2 separate regions of the Gasterosteus aculeatus genome follow, and region 2 is linked to region 1. The links are chromatin contacts, called in public Hi-C maps. All regions are on one chromosome and are shown on one strand. The core of a region is the stretch at or near the end of the contact, and the rest is flanking DNA. Distances in the headings are between cores, read along the strand shown. Region 1 overlaps thrb (thyroid hormone receptor beta). Region 2 has its middle 5.0 kb from the start of LOC120826048.

The links. A called contact is a pair of places that touch in the nucleus more often than the background predicts.
Region 2: a contact with region 1 is called in a Hi-C map of tail fin, with 5 times the contacts expected there. The contact joins two enhancer-like sites. A contact is called at or near these places in 4 of 6 Hi-C or Micro-C datasets (liver, skeletal muscle, tail fin and 1 more).

The regions. Positions count from the first base shown.
Region 1 is chr10:14,639,497-14,643,341 of fGasAcu3.hap1.1, reverse strand. It overlaps thrb (thyroid hormone receptor beta), which reads left to right. Exons shown (of 11, transcript XM_040188472.2): 2 at 2,307-2,373. Among protein-coding and RNA genes, the nearest start is that of thrb, 28 kb to the left of the region's middle. Within about 2 kb of position 2,356, at least 2 of the 9 cell types and tissues checked have open chromatin away from gene starts, as enhancers often do.
Region 2 is chr10:14,678,213-14,682,540 of fGasAcu3.hap1.1, reverse strand. No RefSeq gene overlaps it. Among protein-coding and RNA genes, the nearest start is that of LOC120826048, 5.0 kb to the left of the region's middle. Within about 2 kb of position 2,915, at least 6 of the 9 cell types and tissues checked have open chromatin away from gene starts, as enhancers often do.

The DNA.
Region 1 (3,845 bases), core at 1,107-3,606:
CCCTGATTCTTTTGGAGTTAGTCGTGGAAGCCTCGGTATTGTCGCACTTCACCCCGACCCCCCCCCCCCCACACACACACACACACACACCCTGGAGGAGAACCCGTAGGGTCTTTGACCTCTCCGGGCCCGAAAGCCATTTTCGCTCACTCTCCCTCGGCCTGAACCTTTCGTGCTCTCGGCTCACTGCACTGGAAAGGATGGAGACTAACAGCCAAGGTGGATGCTGGGAACGTGCGTCACAATTTCAAATATAACTCAAATCGCCATGGAAACTGAGTGAGACGGGATCAGAGGGTGTTGTTGTTTTTTTGTTTTTGTTTTTTTCTCTTTGTCTCCCTTCACCAAAATACATCCACACACATTTCCGGATAACCGCATCGCAATCTGAATGTTTTAGTACTGCATCATTGATTTAGGGGGGTTGACGAGTGAAGTTGTCTCCTGTCATTCGCTCTGTGGGCTTAGCGACTCCATTGACGATGATGTCATTGTGAGATTGGGAAGGGCTTTTAAACCAGTGTTACGCCACTGATCCAAATCCACCACCGAAGACGCCTTTCAAAGAGTCAAATCCGCCGCATCGGCGTTCATAAAACATGCACGAAAGTCAAATGCCGTCCATAATAGCAGCTGCTTGTATCGTTGTGTTGCATGTTTATATTGTGACATGGTGACTTTTGTGCGCTGATATGAACAGCTCTCTTTACTGTGCCGGAGGGAAAAGGATTCGTGCATTTCGTTGTTTGTTCTTTCGTAATTTTGGGTCAACTTCAGGAGGTCCGCTCTTCGCAGAATGAATTTGGAAGCGCATTCTGTTGCTTCTGTTAAGTGTTTCTCACACCCCAATATGATGCATTTAAAAACCACTGTCCACAGCGTGGAAGTGTGTGTGTGCGTCTGCATCGGATTCTGAAAGGGGGCCTTGTGGAGTTTTAAGTGCAGCACTAATCACAGACATGGTTGCATTTTGTTCGACAAGTTTGCGGTCTTGGCTTATTGCATCATATACGTGTTGATGAGTGGGAGTGTGTGGTAGGATTGTGTAGCATATTTTTTCTAAAGCCCTGTATGTGTGTGTGTGTGTGTGTGTGTGTGTGCACACCAGATCCAGATCCACTCTGCAACTTTTATCTACATGTATTTTGTATTTTAATATATTACATGTGATGTGTCTGAAGCAGAACCAGGGCCGCAGAAACAAATAATAAAGGAGGTGGCTCTTTAACGAGCACTAGAAACTAGTTTTTCTACGATTTTTAAGAAGTGTTGCTGGAGAGCCGGAGGAGGCTAAACTCGAGCTTTAACCCGCTGGGACTCTGCAAGCGAAATAATGCAAATCAGACCTGAGGAGAATGTGAAAATCAGCATTACGCACAAATGGGACTTAATTATGATGTGCTGTTATAGACGGCGTAATTAAAACAACAATCCAGACGATGGAGCGCCGTCGAGTCATCTGCGCGCACGTGTGTGTGTGTGTGTGTGTGTGTGTGTGTGTGCGCCCCCCCCCCCCCCCCCCCCCGAGTGCCCATTAAGTCTGATTACACGTGATTGCTCCCTGTCGGAGATGACCAGCCCACTAATGGCACAAACAAATGCTTTGCTTTCTCACTCTCGCAGGCGAATCCCCCCCCCCCCGTCCTTTTATTCTCCTTCTTCTTTCTTAACTCCAATGTTTTTTTGGCAAAACCCTCGTCTCCGATTCCAAGCCAAGCGTTTCTGCGTCTCTGCACATGTTGTTTTGGAGAAGTTGTTTTATCAATTGCACATTTCCTGCTGAGATGCCGTTCTTCTGACGCGCACACACACACACACACACACACACACACACACGGACAATACGGTTTGAACCTATTTGAGGGTCCGAGAGGGGAAAGAAAGTGCTCCCACTGGCATTCCTCCGCCCCTTCAGTATTTATGGTGGTAACCACACGTGTCCACTACCGGAGGTCACGTTAAAGCCACTGTGGGAGTTGCTGTGTTGAGGGTTGTGTTGCATGTAGGTCATCTTAGCCGGATGTAGTGATCCAACAACATCCTGTCGCTCGCACTCGCCCCACTGGACATAAAAAGCACGTGTGTTCTTTATCTATTGTCCCTCGACCAGCGAGAAGCTTTTAGATTGAGCGATTGTTTTCTAGCCTTCCAGAGGACAAACTGTTTTTCTGTAGCTTTGCTGCCATTTTCATCTCAACTGCTCATTAGCTTGACTCTGCTCTCTCTCTCTCTCTCTCTCTCTCTCTCTGTGTGCATGTGTGTGTGTGTGTGCGTGCGTGCGTGCGTGTGTGTGCGTGTGCGTGTAGGTGTTTCTCTCGGGGAGCTCAGCTGCTCCTCTGCGCTGCCTGGAGTCAGACATCACCACCTCCTCTGGTAAGACCTTTACGCTCAATTCCATAGACATCCTGCCAATACACCGTTTCTCCCCACCAGACCCCCCCCCCCCCCCCCCACACACACACCCTCCGCTGCGAACAACACACACACACACACACACACACGGGAAATCAGGGTGTAGCAGCGGCGAGTGGTGATGTAAATGTAATGAAGCTGAAATCCTGGTACTGATCCAGGCTAAATCATCGTGTGCAGACTGCGGATCTGTCTGCTCTGTTTCTCGTCTTCGGGGTTGACAGCAGCAGCCGGTGCACGTTGTCTCACAGGGCCGGCTTAATTCATCATTTTTATTTATTTGAAACACTTGAAGGACTTGGCCTCCATGTCATCTCGGATCTGACCTCTGGGTCCGTTCAGCGGCCGTGTGTTGCAGCTTTCTGGTGGGAAAATCTCGCGGCTTTCGTCATGAATCTGAATTGTGTCCATTTTCAGAGAAAACGAAGGGGGGAAGTCAAGGGGAAATTTAACTTCTACAATTCAAAGACGACTCCCTCGGCTGACGGAAGATTTAGGGGAGCTATTAAATGAGATTAATAGTCAGGAATTAAACTGAAGCATATGAGAGCGTGCTGCGCGAGCATCATTTCCAACGGTTGCTCCCGATGTCTGACCCAACACAGGCGGCTACTCCCCCACAGTTAGCATAATGGCTAACAATATCGTTAGTCATTATTGTAATGGCCGATGTCCTGGTGATTTAGCTGCAACGGCACTGTATACAGCTGAAATGCAGTGACTTAGTGTATGACACTGTTGCATAAGAATATTATCCAGAAGAGGAAATATCTATTATTGGACTGGCACATGCTGGCGTTCTGCTCTGCAAACTGCAATCAAACGGTTTGACCCCCACGTGGTGCCGCAGAACGTCACGTCGGCCGTAAAGAGTTTATTCCCCTACAGGCGTCCGTGCAGGCCAAACCATCGCTTCTTTTAAACAGCTGATTCAACCTCCCCTGTGATTGATTTTCATGTCAGCGGACCCACAAACGACAACGTGAAATTGTTTTTCGAGCGTGGAAGGATGACAGCGGCTGCACTCACAGGCACGGCCCCGCCGGGCTGGAGCTCTCGACAGAGGTCGGCCTTGTTTGCGGCGAGGAGGGACGTGCATGTGACGGCACCCAAAAGGCCTCAGTCTGCACACGTAAAAGAAGAAAATGTTCCCCCCCCGCCGGGTGTTTTTTTTTTAATGGCCGCCACGCCACCGATGCATTTATCGGGATGAAGTCGTCCCGCTCGGGCGTCCGGTGAGGGATCGGGCTCATGACTGTGCACGTGGCAGCGAGAACACCACCACCACCACCACCCCGCCCCCCCCCCCCCCCCCCCCCCTCTGTCTCGGCCCTGTTGTTGTTAATGTAATATTTTAAATGCGCCGCGGACTCCCCCGCTCCGCTGATTTGCCCATCAGCTCCAATTCTTTATTGAAAACACCATCTGCTGTC
Region 2 (4,328 bases), core at 1,666-4,165, 39 kb before region 1:
AAGAAAGACAACCAAACTCATTTCGGTCGTAGTGGTTGGAGTTTATTAGATGCCTTTAAGACAAAAATGTTCGGCATTTGTAACCAAGATCAAAACATAAAATATGCCGCATGTATACAATGATAAAAAAATGAATCATAAAATCATTAGGAACAAGGTAAACTAACTGCAACAATACGCTATGGAACACTTTCAATTGACCGCAGCAAGCGGCTGGCGTGCTTAATCCAGAGCCTCTGGAAAACAAACCAAAATAAAATATTTAGAAACACTGTCATTGGTAAAATATTAAAATTACAAAGTTGAGGAAGACAACAAGATGTAAGGAAGGAGCATGTTAATCATGCTAAGCAAATAACACTTACCAACGTTACTTGGAGCGACGAGGCAATGAGAAACTCCTCCGATGTTGAACTGCACTGACAGGTGTTCTGGATGAACTGAGATTACGCGTCTGACGTCACGTTCAGGGTCCGTCGGTCACGATTAACACTCAAATGACTTTTAAGCAATGAACACTTTGAATAATCGAAATATTTATAATCTTTACATTCCGGCCACTGAAACGACAGCAAAGGCGGCGCTTGGGATAGGGAGGGTGTGCTGTGCAGTTGAAGTTGAAGTGTCCCTGAGCAAGACACCTGACCCCCAATTACTCCACATACAATTATGTCACAACATGGGCGTTTTGGATAAAAGTGACAGCTGCATGTACAGTAATGTCCTGTAAGTCAAAGTCATCATCGTATCTCATGAGATACTCATATCTCATTATGATGACCTACAGGACCTGTTTTTCAGTGGCTGACATGGGCTTCCGTACATTAACCTACAACAGATGTAGATGGATTGTGATTCACTGCACTTGTATGTGTATTTCCATCACTTCATAAAATATATGTAAGATGCAGTTTAATTACGGTAGTCTGCTATTATCGAAAATTGACTGCTTTAACTGCTTATTCATGACATTGGCCGTTAATTTACAAGCAAGGGATGGAAATTTAACTGTATGTTACAGTTATTATGACATACTGTAAGATACCGTTAGAAATGCACCGTAAATTTACAGCAATTTGTTACAGTGCAGCGTCCACTCAAGGTTAACTAATGGTTGTCAAACTGTTTTCCCCTCACGTGTCTCTGGGGGAGGGAGGAAGCGAGTGCAGGTGGACGATGCCCTCCCAGCGTCACTGGTGACCGCCCCCCCCCAGCGTCCGTCTGTGAAGAAGCTCTTTTAAGAGGCAACGCAACACATGTGCATGCAAATAAAACGGCTTAGAAATCGATTTGGGGATTTTCTTTTCTTGCTTTTGATGAATATGTTCTTTCTGCTTCCAGTCTTTGAAAGAAATAGAAAGTAAACTTCTCTATTGAAGATTAATAAAAGAGAGGCTCATTACCCGTAAAAAGAACGTTTCATAACATCTGAATTCATCTTTTCCAAATAAAAATATAGTAGATGACGCTTACATCTTTCTCAAGAGGCGTTACAACCACCGACTGCTTCTGTCCACATGACGACGTGGACCTTTTCTCTCTGAATGACGCTTCACGAGGAGACGCACCTTCAGCACCAACCCGTCGTTAGCTGGTTTATCACCACACGCACTTCCAAGTGATCGATGCCCCCTTTGTCCCGATGCTCGGACGGCTCCCACTCACCATTGATCGAGGGGATGAGGAGGCCAAGACATAATTATTGAGCTGATGTGAAAGGATGAACTGTGGCTCATCCTGGCTTATAGTGTGCATCCAGACGCTAATGAAGCTGGAAAACGTGTTAAAATGTGGACTTGTCTTCACACACACGGGGCCGGAAAGGACTAACAGTTTTCAAAGATTCATCCCCTCAGCAGTAATATCTGTTTATTAATACAAATATCTAAGAAAATCCAATAACAGATGAATACGTAAGTAATACAGGGCCAAAGCGTCTGACCCATGACACATATGACACGCTAAAATGCGCTTGTGTTCCCTCAGCATGCTGCGTTTCAACTTATTTGTTTTTCCACGAGTGTGTGTTTGTTTGTGTGTGAATGTGCTTCATTTAAGCTTATTTCTTTTTGTGATTATTTGGTTTGTTTCCATGATTTTGTCCAATTCTTTAGTATTTATTTGTGTATTTGTTTTGGAATGTGAGTATATGAAACCGTGCTTTGGGCTTTGTGTTTGCTATTCCTTGCTTGTGTGTAGGTGTTCCAATTCTTTTCGATTGATTGTGTTTCTTCATTCGTTTTTACTCGTTCTTCTCTGTTTGTCATAAACCTGCCACATACAAAGATAATGAACATCTAGTCAAAGCGGCGTTCAGTCGCTGAACCAACTCCTGGAGGCGTCGTTGGAGACCCTGCGGTGAAATGGCTGCAGCTCCCTCCATCACACGGGCCTAATCACACCAGATGTGACGGAGGTCAATCAATCCGGCCCTGAAAAGAGGACAAAAACAGAATAATTCATCACAACAGCATGAAAAAAGCTGTGACGGGAGCTCCAGAAAAACACCCAGCATTCATCATTCAGTCCCAGCGTCGCACGCCACACGAGCGCCTCCAATCCAGGTTCACTCCTGAGGAGCTTTTGGATCTTCTCGCCCTCCCGAGCGGCGCTCATGCTGCAGTTAAACAATATTGCTCAAAGCGTTTATTTCTGAGAGCACGACGCCTCTCCTTTCAGATGGATGGAGGTCCGCGTTCGCCCTGCGGCGTCTGATTCCTTATCTCTGTCGGCAGGCGGCGGCGCGAGCCCGCCGGCGGAACATCTATCTACGTTCGCGGCACAGCTCAGGGGGAACCGTCGAAGGGGGTCAAACTGAGGGCAGAGACGGAGACAATGACATGGAGAAGACAATCGCAATACAAGGGCCTTGTCATCGGGGATATCCTACTTTGTGGAATATTCAGACAGCAATATGAAAGGCAAGTACTCCCTCTAGTGAGGGAACTACTGTGTACTGCATGTGGAATTACACAAACTGTCCACTTTCATCCTGGTACTTCAGTAGGTTATATCATTTTTTTGTTGTTGTAAATATTGTACTTTTTACTTACATTTATTAGAACGCAGGAGGAAGAATATTTTCCCCAGATGTGTCTTTTGGCGCGGCGCCGTTTCTGGGGGTCGGCGATGCACTCAGCTGTGTTGTGAGCTAAGAGTAGAATCAGACGACTCTGTTGAATAGGCAATAAAAGGGGCGGTTTAAGAAGGTGCGAATCAACGCAACCCTTGACTGTGTCACCATAACCGGCCCTCTACATACACAACGCCGTTTGCTGCAGCTGGATGAGATGTCGGCCATAGACGTGCAGGGGATAATATAATGCATAAGTGCATGAGAGGTTGTTCAGTTTATCGTGCCCTAACCCTAATCAACAGCCTCGTCTTATCTCAACCCGTGTGTGTGTGTGTGTGTGTGTGTGTGTGTGTGTGTGTGTGTGTGTGTGTGTGTGTGCGCGCGCTTACGTAACGCACTAAGACCCATATCGCATTATGCTTTTTACACACATTGGGTTCATTTGCAGAAAGAGCTTCATTTTTTTATGTGTATGTTACTGTTGTTAATGTTAATTAGTAGATATTCAACAGCCAATCAGAATAGCAAGTTCTGACATGAGTGCAGGTCATATTAATGACCACATGATGGCAGCGATAGACTGCTGTTCACATGTTACATAACACTTTGTCTACCAATCAGATAAAACCAATAAACCCCACGTATCTCGAGCAAAATAGTTAGATAGTGCCAGGATGCAGTGAACTATTTGGATTTGGCATTTACGGAGGAGCCTCGTGGTGACACGTTCACTGTGTGATCTGTCCAGATGTTGGCGTTCCACTCCGGGACAACCGTCCGTGGGAGAGGAACCTCCGCCAGCCGCGAGCAGCACAGTACATAAATCTCCTCGTCCCCTTCGGGCCTGCGACCTGGAGCTAACCCCACCCCGACACTCACTGGAAGACGGTCTTTTAATAATTTACGGCCCTTTGTCTCTGATCGGGTTTCACAACTGAGCTTTGAACCTTTCCGACATCGAGAGCAACGTTTGGACGGAGGACAAGTCTCAGAGTGTCCAAACCCACAGGGTGTGAACTGAACACTTATGTCATTACAAGTGCAGAGAGAACTCAGTTTCTTTACTATTTGCCTGATAAAGGCCCAACAGATGTGGGCCAAATGTCACCAACGCAAACTGTACGATTGCTGGTTTGGTGTAATTTGTGTGATTGAAACTTCATGTCATTCAACCTGCAAAACTCTCAAAACGGCCACGATCAAGGACACAAGCTCAGAGTCTCCAGTTCTTTGGCTCTGATCATCACACTTG